Regions from separate parts of the Sus scrofa genome. Here region 1 is linked to region 2. The links are chromatin contacts, called in public HiChIP or PLAC-seq maps. All regions are on one chromosome and are shown on one strand. The core of a region is the stretch at or near the end of the contact, and the rest is flanking DNA. Distances in the headings are between cores, read along the strand shown. Region 1 overlaps LBH (protein LBH). Region 2 has its middle 120 kb from the start of LCLAT1.

Evidence for each region. HiChIP or PLAC-seq counts read pairs in DNA pulled down with a chosen protein or histone mark.
Region 1: an H3K27ac HiChIP or PLAC-seq map of skeletal muscle shows a contact between it and region 2, with 3 times the contacts expected there. The contact joins two enhancer-like sites. A contact is called at or near these places in 1 of 47 Hi-C or Micro-C datasets (heart right ventricle) and 1 of 2 datasets of contacts at active chromatin or transcription factors (skeletal muscle).

What each region holds. Positions count from the first base shown.
Region 1 is chr3:109,081,844-109,087,767 of Sscrofa11.1, forward strand. The region is part of intron 2 of LBH (protein LBH); the gene reads right to left. Among named protein-coding and RNA genes, the nearest start is that of LBH, 29 kb to the right of the region's middle. Within about 2 kb of position 3,153, at least 30 of the 83 cell types and tissues checked have an H3K27ac peak or open chromatin away from gene starts, as enhancers often do. A contact at or near this core is called in skeletal muscle, where this site is marked.
Region 2 is chr3:108,926,619-108,932,496 of Sscrofa11.1, forward strand. No RefSeq gene overlaps it. Among named protein-coding and RNA genes, the nearest start is that of LCLAT1, 120 kb to the left of the region's middle. Within about 2 kb of position 3,948, at least 19 of the 83 cell types and tissues checked have an H3K27ac peak or open chromatin away from gene starts, as enhancers often do. A contact at or near this core is called in skeletal muscle, where this site is marked.

The DNA of each region.
Region 1 (5,924 bases), core at 1,903-4,402, 150 kb after region 2:
TAAGCGGCAGCTCACAGAAGCGCTGGACCCTTAGCCCACTAAGCAAGGCCAGGGGTCGAACCCGCATCCTCACGGACACTGTGTTGGATTCTTAACCCGATGAGCCACACTGGGAACTTCGAGACTTCTTTTTTTTAATGCCTGCTGTGGGTCCTGCCCAGAGCCGGGAGAAACCCCAAACCAGGCTATACAATTCAGGCTCTGCAGATTCCCTTTGGACATGCTGCCCTGTGACTACAGCTGACCCAATTCTTTGCCCAGCAGTTTAAGTACTTAATCCGATGGGCTGCTAGTCCCTCGTCACTCACAGCCCTCAGGGACACTCCCAAGTGCCAGAGAGAAGAGACACTGTTTGGGACACAGGGGCTCAAACGGCACCTTCAAGGCCATCTCTTCCAAACTCTCCATTTCATATATGAGGAGGTCAGGAAACTTGCTCAGGGTCATAACAGCTTGTTAATGAGAAAAAAGAAAGGAAAGCAAAACCTAGAGAAGGTGGAGACCCACATTTGAAGTGCTGGGGGTTCCCTATACCTGGCTCTGGCTCCCGGAGGAAGTAGAAGTATCCCCTACAAACTCAGGCCCCCCAGCTTCTAGGATGCTATAAGGGTGCCTGATCTTACGGCACCCAATCCTAAGCAGTGCTGCCCCAGTCAAGTCCCCTGCCCACGTCACAGGCCACGTGGGGCTGCTGGGAACCACGGGCCTCAACCCAACCTCCCCAATCCCTGCAGACCTGTGATTATTAACCATTTATCCAATAAAGCCCTATTGCTGGGGATTAAGTCTTAAGCCAGCTGCACAACCAGGCTTCATTAAAGACTTAACGAGGCTTATAAAAAGTATGGTAAGAGCAGCCAGGAGGAAAACAAGGCGGAGAGGGGCTAGGCTTGGGGTGAAGGGAGGCCTGTTGATCCCCCACTTTGGGCTTTCTCTTCCAGAGGCAGCCAGCCCTGCACGGCTGCCCTGGCCTGTGCGGTGCACACAGACCCGTGTGCTGAGTAGGGAGAGGGCCAAGTGGCTTCCTTGGGCCCCCCTCCCTTCTCGTGTAGAGCTGGAGCCCCTCCTTGTGGGTGAGGACACAGGTGTCCTTCCAAGCATGGGCTCTGGGCATGAAAGGGGAACCCCACGATGGAAAGCACACTTTCACACATGACTTCCCTTGGGCTTTATCAAACCCCCTAGGAGCAGAGAGACCCTGGGGACCTGGGGGTCACATGGGAGAGGCAGGATTCAAACCTAGATCTGCTGTTCATGGCACCTGTGCCTTTTGGAAAATGAATGGACACTCCTGGGTCAATAGAAAACCGACCAGGGAGGGCAGGCAAGATCCCAGGCCTTAAGAGCCCAGCTGGCTGCTGGAGGCCCCCATGCGGGCCCCAGTTCAGACGACCGTCTGGGCAGCCAGGTCCAGAAATGAGCTTCCCCGTCTGCACCGTTGTTCCAGATCGTCAAGGACAGAGCCATGAAATTTCAAGGGGAGGTGACACCTGGCCCGGGACAGACCTGGGCCCCTGCCTCTACCCTCCGACCTCAAGCCCAGGGCTGTGCCCACGCTGTGACTCCACAGCTGAGAGAGGTCGCAACTGGCTTCTAATTCAGATCACCCAAGCTGAGGAAGAGCCAAAGGGACAAGCAGCAGCAAGGCCAGCAGAGGGACAACAACAAGGGTGCAGAGCAAGTGATCTCCTTTTATGCTGGGAAAGGGTCTTTAACGAACTAAAAGCAGGGGGAAACGTTAAAATAAGGAGGATGATGGTGGAAGATATACCAGGCACATTTGCTGAGCAGAATCTCCGTCTCCACAGTAATCCTCTGAAGTGGTGTGATCACTACTGGCTGGATGAGGAAACTCAAGCACAGAGCAGGCAAGTGACTTACTCAAGGCCACAGAGCTAGGAAGTGGTCGGGTGGGGACCCAAACTCAGGCCCTCAAGATTTCAAAGGAGATGTTCATGTGTTAAGACAGTGTCAAGCCAGAGACCCTGATTTTCCACGAGACCCTAACAAAGCCCTCTCCGCCGCCAGGGCCTCTGTTATTCCTTTGATGACGTGAAGAGATTGTCTGGTCTCACTGGATGGGTACAAATGCTTGGCAAATACCAAGACGATAAAATGCTTTGAAGACATATGCTAAATTCAAATTGGAATGTCCTCTTTTGGAGCAGTTTCAACAGGACTACGGTAAGTACTCAATCCCTAAGCGAGAGGCAGCAATACTAACAAGTAATTAAAACAACTCCAAACAATGCTTTTCATACCAGAGCTGCACAATTAAGTCTTTTAAGTCCTTGGGGGACGTCTGAGCATTGAACTTCTGATACTGCTTAGTTGCCAGAGAACTTTGCTCCCTGAATTGCTCAAGCCAAGCGCCATCAAAAAAAAAAAATTTTTTTTTTTTTACAAAGCCTGTTCATTACATTTCAAAAAATCACTATAATAATCCAACCCTCCCATCAGAGATTTTATTTTATTATCAGAGAATACAATTTATGCCTCTGAAAATTGTAGCTCTCTCCAAAGACAAACAAAACGCACCCAGAACCAAACAGCTTCTCATTTCCTCACACCCAGACAGAAAGCCTTGCAAAGTGTAGCCTAGTATTTTGCCAGTACAATCTTATCTCCAACAGCTGCCTAAGAGGCTGACCCCAAGGAGGTCAAGATTTTTCCACTAAGTCATGCTTTTTAATCATCTAGGCAGCAGAAAAATGAGAGGTTGCAACGGCAATTTGACGGGGCGGGGAAGGCAGTGGAAAAAAGGACTCAAGTCAGACTTGCCAAGCACATGACAGGTAGGGCTGGGGCAGCAGGCCAGCCCGGCATGCTGTTTGCCTGCAGGAACTGGCAGGGAATAAAGCACTGCCCCTGTTCCAAAAAGAAACTGCTTCTGGTTAAACCTCTTACCCCAAAACACCCCTTCTCCCCGGACTGGGGAAAGGCCAGGGAAATAAAATCCTTTTCTCTTTTCTCTGCAGGAAAGGCTCATTTCCAAGAGGCTCAGAAGGGAAGATGAGGAGGCTGAGAGGCATTTCCCACCCTCACCCCAAGCACAGGACAGATCTAGAAGCATCCATCCCAGCTGGGATTCTGTCAGCCCTGCCCCTTCCGCTGTCTGCCAACCCTGGACTCCTCATCCAGCTGTCACACTGGGCTGCCAGCCCAGATGGACAGCAAGCTCCCTGCTTTGCAAATGGGGAGACGTCTTCAAATCACCTGCACCAGGAACATTTCGCATCTCCCTCTGGAGGAACAGCAGGCATTTAAACTTGGGCATGGCGAAATTTACAGAGGCCATCCTTTGCCAGGTGGCCTCCAATCCCAACAAGCCCTGACATTTTGGGAACTCCAATGAGTTCACTCAAAAGGTCAAAGGAGCTTGAGGACCTTCTAGGGAGAAACAGCGTGTGATGTCAACATACTGGAACTTCTGGCCGTGTAGATCAGAGCTGTCCTGGAGAACTTTCCACAATGATGGAAACGTTGGAGTTCCCATCGTGGCGCAGTGGCTAACGAATCCGACTAGGAACCATAAGGTTGTGGGTTCGATCCCTGACCTTGCTCAGTGGGTTAAGGATCTGGCGTTGCCGTGAGCTGTGGTGTAGGTTGCAGACGTGGCTCAGATCCCGCATTGCTGTGGCTCTGGCATAGGCCAGTGGCTACAGCTCCGATTCGACCCCTAGCCTGGGAACCTCCATATGCCACAGGAGCAGCCCTAGAAAAGGCAGAAAGACAAAAAAAAAAAAAAAGGAAATGTTTTCTATCTGCACTGTCCAATGGTAAGCACCAGCTACAGGTGTCTATGAAGTACTTGAGACTAAACATTTTAATTTCCTTTAAGTTTTATCAACAGACATTTAATAGTAATATGAAATTATGTGAAATATATAACGTTAATATAAATTTGAATAGCTACACAAGTAAATGGTTAAATACAAGACACAGTGAAAGCAGGCCTGTCCAGGAAGCTCAGGATGTTTCGTTGATGGACCAGCACAGGCAGTCTCAGAGCAGGGAAGTCTAGGTTCAGGAGTTCCCACTGTGGCTCAGCAGAAATGAATCTGACTGGTATCCATGAGGATGTGGGTTCAATCCCTGGCCTCGATCAGTGGGTTAAAGATCCGGTGTGGTCGTGAGCTGTGGTGTAGATCACAGACACGGCTCAGATCCTGCACTGCTGTGGCTGCAGTGTAGGCCAACAGCTACAGCTCCAATTCGACCCCTAGCCTGGGAACTACCATATGCGGAGGGTGTGGCCCTAAAAAGAAGAAAAAGAGAGAGAGAGGGAAGTCTGGGGTTGGGGTTGAAGGTGAGCTCCTGGAGATGAGGAATAAGTCAGCAGGCCTTTGTTCAAGCATAAAAGTTGCCAGCCAGTCAGCTCCCATTTCACCCATGGAGGGAAACTGAAAGGTAACACCAGGGCCCCAAAGCCCTGAAATTTGGGGGCCTAGGTATCAACTGTCTGCCTCTCAGCCAGGTGACTCAAACCTGGCTGCCCCAGGGGTGGGAGAGGAAAGAGATGTCTGGCACCTAGCATGGAAAATGTGAGCGGTTCTGGTTGGAGCAGCCCTCCCCCGTGTGCACACCTCCCTCCACTGTCCTCCCTGACAACTTGAGCTGGCCACCAAGAGGGCAGAGGGCTCGGCAAAGAGCTGAGAGATGCTAATAGGGAAAACGGACACCCCCGGGTAGAGGAGATGAAAGGCAGCTAACTAGACATAAAAGGCTCATTACCAGTTCTGCAAGCTGAGACCCAGGGAGCTTGTGCATCCTGCTCCTCTTTGCTGGGGGAGAACAGAGGCAAGAGGCTTGCTGGTGTAGGGGGAGAGGGGAGGAGGGGTGGAGGGGCTGAGAGGAATAACCAGGTCTCTCTCCAAGGCCCTGGGAGGCTTCGTCTCAGCATTCAAAATCACGCAATGAGCCTCTCCCCTCTCTGGTTCCAGTCGGGGGCGGGGGAGGTGGGGAATCAACCCCAAACTTGGAATGGAAAATCGCCACTCCCACAGGTAGAGGAGGAGTCTGAAAGATACAGCTTTTCCTTTGTCCTCATGTCTTATTATCTCCATAGCCAGGGTCAAGTCTCTAACTTTTCTAAGTCTCGGTTGCCTCTTGAGTAAAATGAGGAAAGAGTTTCCTCTCTACTGTATTACATGATGCTTCAGGTTGAGGGCCAGTATGGTACCCAACAGGCTCAAAGGTGTGGTGGCCCATCCTCCTCTCCTCATTTATAAATTGGGATTAATGCTAATACCCATTTTATAGGGCTTTGGAGAAAAGCAAATGCAGGTACATACAAATATGTTCTGTAAACTTTAAATTCCTAATGATGGTTCTTATTAGGTAAATCTGGGGTTCCCAAGGCGCATTTAGAGTCTGCAGCTGTGGCTTAGGACAGGAGCAAATCAGCAGCATTCCTGGGCTTGCGCTCACAAATTCTAGGCCAGGCTCTTTGGAGAAATGGTTGTGACTTCATCACCTCCCCCTCAGTGCCTCTCTTTTCCCAGGGCATGGGTTAGGCCAGCTGGAAGGGGAGCCACTTGCCTTGGCCAGATCCTGGCCTTTCAGTAGAAGCCCCTGCAATCTCCCGCTTCTGTACACTCCCCTCCCTCCCCCAGCCTATTCCAGGGGCCTGTGGCCCGGGTTTCTTATTTTTCCTGGAGAACAACAATGGACTGGCCTTGTGTATTTATTCCTTCCTAGGAGGGGCTGGTTTCTAACAATGGACAGATCTCTACCAGCATCCTGCTCTGCCAAAGGCTGAATGAATGAGCAGCAACTAATTCAAAAGAAAAAGTACACTCTGCTTCTTTGTCCCCTAACAATATGTGAAGGCAAGAAAAATGTTCTTTGAAAGACTTGCCTCCTCTATTTTATCATCACCATCATTATTTGCATGGTACTGACTTTTCAAAGTGAAACATGGC
Region 2 (5,878 bases), core at 2,698-5,197:
TGACATTCTGTTAACACAAGCACTTTTGCTTCCTCCTGTGCTCTCTTCACCATCCGGTGGGGGCCCTGGCCGGGACGGGCTTTCAATTTTTAAAGCCTCCCTGGGGGTCCATTCAACACCCCTCTCCTCTGACATTAAGGAAGGTTGTGGAGAGAAATGGAGAAGAAGCATCCTGCATCTCCCCAGGGATGCTGAGGATGAGGCAGACACGTGCCACTCTGCCTCCCCTAAGAGAGCACCAGATGCCCAGGCTGGCAGTGCTCCGGGGTCAGGAGCAGCCTCAGCCCAGCCCCTGGCCCAGGTAGCCACTCCGTAGGGACTATAGAAAGCTATAGAAAGCAAAGTGAAAGGACCCAGACTGATGAGCTGATCCCTACCTGTTCCCATCGAAGAGAGGCTCTGATGCCACCTGCCCCGACTTGTTAGGAAGCAGCCTTCTCAGCCACGCCGGGGAAGCATTTTCAGAAATTTAAAAGTTCCCCCAAGTAAAGGCAGTTCAACTTCTCTTCACCTTCTCTTCTGTGTTCTTTGAGGCCGCAGATCCTGCTTAGCTTATCTGTGCACCCCCAGAAACCCAACCGCAGGGCCTGGCTCAGAACAGGTGTTGGATAAAATTCCTTTTGGTTTGAAAGAAATAAAAAGCACCGAGAGGTTCTCAGTAGGAGCAGGGGAGTGCTTTACTTTTGAAAGAACAAGGCTGGACCATCTGGTATTGAGAGATTCTAGCAAAGCCCACACAGGAGGCCTTGAGGAAGATTATTTCTTAGAACCCAACTCCCAGCCTCAATTCCATCCTAGCCCAGGGCCACTTGGGAACTCATGACTCTCCAGAGCAAAGGATATGACAGCTCAAACCCCTCAGACAGAAACTAGCTCCTCCTGCAAAACCTCTCTCCTGGTCCCTAAGTCTCACTTCCATTTTTCTGTGTCAATTCGTATGGGGTCTTGGTTGAAGGATTTTTTTTTTTCCCCTACATCTGTGGCATATGGAAGTTCCCAGGCTAGGAGTCAAATTGGAGCTACAGCTGCTGGCCTATGCCACAGCCACAGCAATGCCAGATCTGAGCCACGTCTGCCTCTACACCACAGCTCATGGCAATGTCAGATCCTTAACCCACTGAGCCAAGCCAGGGATCGAACCCTCATCCTCATGGATGCTAGTGGGGTTTGCTCTCACAGAGCCACAACGGGAACTCTTGAGTGGATCTTCTTAACCTTTAACTGGTTTGCAAACAAAATGACAGAAGCTTTGGATTTAAGCAGGAAACCCACTCTCAGAAGCTGAGGAAATTCACATTTCTCAGTCATGGGAGAGTTTATTTGTTCATTGTTGGACTGGGGCAGAATGCGACCGGCACACAGACTTGTGTTACTCATAGACCCACATCTTTCCCATTTGTGTGTCTGCACACGTGCAGGACACTGGGGACAGGTCTTGGCAGCCCCCTGCATGCCCCCAGTGCCCTGCATGTCTACATACAGAGCCCTCCTGGGGACTTGCACACACACCTGCCCTGAGAGGAGTGGGGGGATGTGTGGGCCAGGGCAGAAGCACACACACCCCTGAGGAGGTCAGGAGAGGCTCTTGAGCTGCAGTGAAAGCCGGCAGCAGACAGGCCCACAGAAGTCAGCAGACTGCATGTGGGGGAACCCAGGGGACAAGGGTGTGCTGTGCACGGCGGTAGGCCCAGGGTCACCGTAAGCTGGAGGTCAAGGCGGGAGGCTCTCTAGGGTGGAGAGACAGGCAGATGCCACAGGAGGCATTCGGTTTCAAAAGTGGGGCATAGGGATGCACAACCCCGAGGGTCCAGAAACTGATGGAGGAGGGGAGGGAACTGGGGCTCAGGAAGGAGGAGAACGTCGCTGCAGCTGGGGCTCTGCCACCAGCTCTCGGGGTGACTTTAGGGGTCTTCACTGGTTCCCTGAGGAGGTGGCTTGATCTCCAGTTCTGTGAGGCCAACACGCTTTCCTGTTCACAGGTGTGGGAGGGATGCGATTCGTCAACAGAGAGACAAGAACAGCCTCTGGCTCCTCTGCTCAGTGAGGATGATGGCCCAGGAGTTTCCAAAACTGGAGGCTTTCCAATGCCTTTTCAATATCTTGACTCTTTCTCCGTAACTTTGAGTAATGGGTCAAAGGAGCTCCTTCTTGGTGGGCCTGGGCCCCCTTGGGTGGTTAGAGCCCCAGCAAATTGCCCCCAACACCTCCTCATCAGGGCCTCCTCCCGCCCTCTTCTCCCAGCTGCCCCTGGACTGGCTTTTCCCCTCCAATGTCTCTGCTGCAGAGCCAGTGGGGAACCTTCCCTGGGGGCTCTCTGGGCCTTCCGTGGAGGTCAGGTTGGACCTGCCTCAGGGTCCCTGGAGCAGTGTCCTTCCCCGCCCTCCCCCTCGCAGGCACTTCTTCAAGGTGCATTCCTAGTTTCGGGCAAGTCTTCCCCAGGTTGGCTTCTCTGAGGGTCTCTGGGCCCTTGCTGGTCTCAAACATCTTTTGTGGCCACTCCCCAAAGACATCTCCTGAATCATCTCATTCTCATGCTGTCCTTCAATATTTCTTCTTTTGACATATGACTCATTGTGTCTCTGTCTTTTTGGTTTTGCCACTTCTCCAAGGCTTTCATTTTCTTTTTCTTTTTCTTTTTTAATGCCTGCATCAAAGGCATATGGAAGTTTCCGGGCCAGGGATTGAATCCCAGCTGCAGCTGTAACCTACTCCTCAGGCATAAACACAGGATCTTTTGACCCACTGATCCAGGCTGGGGATTGAACCCATGCCTCTGCTGCGACCCACGCTGCTGCAGTCAGATTCTTAACCCACTGACCATGGTGGGAAGTCTTCATTTTCTGTTTTTACTCTAGCTTTTATACTGATCACCAGAGATTAAAATATAGAATATCACCAAGGAGAAAGAGATCACACAAAGCTGGGCATCTCCTCCACACATCCAGGGATCTTGACTGAAAGGGTTACTGCATAATCTTGCGAGTCTGGGGAACCTTACCCCCTGCAGGTTAAGATGGCTTGTAGGTCCCAGGGCTGTTTTCAGAGTGGAGCCAAAGCTCATCTTTAGGATATTTATAGAGGCGACTAGAAATCTCCAGTGCTGATAAAGGCAAAGCATTTGCACGCAGGGCTCACTCCCTTTTGCCAAATCCTCTCTGTTTGTAGGAGTCGCTCCCTTGCTGAGGGTTAACTGCTCAGGAGGCTTTTGATCTGTATGTGCAAAAGCAACCAAAGTCCATCCAGCAGGCAGCTCAGTGCTTGCTCGCTCCTCTTCTCCTCTGTTTCGAGATGACTTCCAAATAGCCTTGTTCTGATGGGTGTCAGAGAGTAACTGTTCTAAAATTAAAGGGCAAGGAAGTCTTAAAAAAAAAATCTGTTTTAAAACTTGGGCCCTGTAACTGAACCTTTCCCTCAGTGAGGTAGGCTTCTAAGGAGAGCTGGTTTTACAGCTGCAAGATAAATGAAAGGCCTAGAGGATGTGAGAGCACTTCCTGAGGCTATGGCTGGTGACTTGACAAGTCATTTATTCCAGGGCACAGCCTGGCCTCCCGCCAGGCCCTCCAGTGGAAGGCCAGCCCAAGAGAAACCCAGCGAGGTGGCTGACCCCCAGCGTGGGTCCTCTGCTTCCCAGCGAGGGCCTTCCAGCATCTGGTGGATGTGCACAATTAGTAATGCTTTTGAGGATAATGATTTGGTCTCATGGAAAAAGGAGAATTGGTCCAAGATAATGTCTGGTAAACTTTGACATTCCACCCTGAAGTGATCGTACACTCATGTAGAATCACTAAACAGCTGCACGATCATATTACAGAACCTCCTTCAAGAGCCAACTTGTCATTGAATCCATCCCCAAATCCCAGATTTTCTCAAACAAAAGGAGCCCTGATGTGGAAGGAGCTGCAATCAGCCAGATGGAAGAGAGGGGTAGGTTGCCAAGACTGGAAGCGAAGCACCCTTTGAGATGTTTTGGCCTGATCCCTCTCATTTTGTACATAAAAAAACAGAGGTCCAGAGAAGAGGAGAGAATTTCCCAAGGTCGTTCAGCGGAAGAACTCGGATAAGGGCACGCACAACAGACTCCCCAGGCTGAAGTGACCATTCACCTCTTAGGGTTGCAAGGGCCTCCCTGACCCCATTCCTTAGAGAACCTCTGAGGGTGAGAGTCTAGGCCAGAGGGGCAGTGATGAAATCTCTGTAGTGAAAAGAAACAAAGCTGTATGGAGAGAAACTGCCAAAGGAGAAATCTTGCTGTTGTAGAGGGGATGGACGAGGAAGTGGTGGCAAAGTCCAGGTTTTCTTAAGCCTCGAACACAAAGGTAAATGAGATGAAGTGCCTTATTTAGGTCTGGGGCCCTGCTAAGAACGCCACCACTGAGGTTTGTGCAGAGGATCCAACCGAAAAGAGCCAATAATCTTAGTCATTCAATAGCAAGTCTTAAGCACCTGCTTTGTGTGGGACATGGTACCAGGTGGTACAGGAGTGAAGAAAGTGAGGTGTGGTAGAGAGTTTTGGTTCCAAGAGCCAAGGTCATGCCCATTAATGACAATGTTTTTTCAGGTACACACACACACACACACACACACACACACACACACACACACACACGAGTGAGCATTAAGGCATGGAGTATTTCATATTGCTCAATTTTTTCTCTTCCTTCTGAGCTCACATCCTGTCTTTTTGCCCATTTTTAATATAACTTTCTCAATTCTTAACAAGAGCCTGTCCATAAAATATTGGCAACCCAAGCAGGTTCTCTGGAGTGTTTTGAAACTGCATTGGTTGATGAAATCCAAAAGCCTGGCAACCATGGTTGTGGTTGAAAGGCCATGGGCTCTAGGGACAGACAGACCTGGATTAAAATCAGACTTCAGCTATTTATTCCCTATGGGACCTTGGGAAATCTTAACATTCAGAGTTCAAGTTTCCTACATATGATACATAAAGTCCCCAGGACAGTGGGGACTCCAGGTGGAAGTACTCACAAATATTATTGCCTTTATCTTAGAATTATTTTGCGTGTGTTTGTATATGCACGTATGCTCACCTGCATTGTACCAGGTGCTATACAGAACATAGGAGACCTTAAATAGCCCTTTCTCTCAGAGAGTTAAAACTCTTGCTGGTAAGACAGCTTACCTCACCAGAAGTCAGAGGAGAGACAGGAAATCTAGCATATCTTTATCCTTCTCCTGAACAGTTTCTTTGGTTTGGTAACAGTGACAGAATTTTCAGATATTGCTTTCCACAGCTCACAGTATATTGTTTTTCCATGGCTGGTTTCAGTTTATACTGAGGCTCCCTCAAAACTCATAAAATTCCCTTTAAAACCTCATAAAATTTCACCTGTGGATGTTTATTGCCCACAGGATTTGGGCTATGTCCGTTTGGTTTTGATAGATTTACCATTATTAAACTCGGGTCCCCATTCCCCCAGCCTTATGAAGATAGCTGCCCCCTGATTTAGCACAGGGGGACTCCCCCCTTTGTCCCGCAGTGAAGAAATACTTCGGCTCCCTAGAATTAAGCTTGGATCATGGGCAATGATTCTTATTCCCAGCTTCCTGAGGGCCAGGAATTTGCTCCAGCTTTGGGCAATGACATTTCTCCACGAAGGTCACCAAGGTCTCCTCACCCTCTTCATGCTCTTCCCAGTGCCATTCCCAGGAATTCATCCATGAATGTTTGCTCATGTACACAGAGAATGACATTGAGAGATGATCAGGATGTTACAGATGTTCCTGCTGAAATAAAGGTCAATTCTCAAGTACATAACAATAATCCAAAGTAGTTCTTCCAATGACCCCAGATTCATTTCCCTGGGACATTCAACATTGGTTCCAGTCCTACGTGACACTCCTATAAACACTAGCAGAA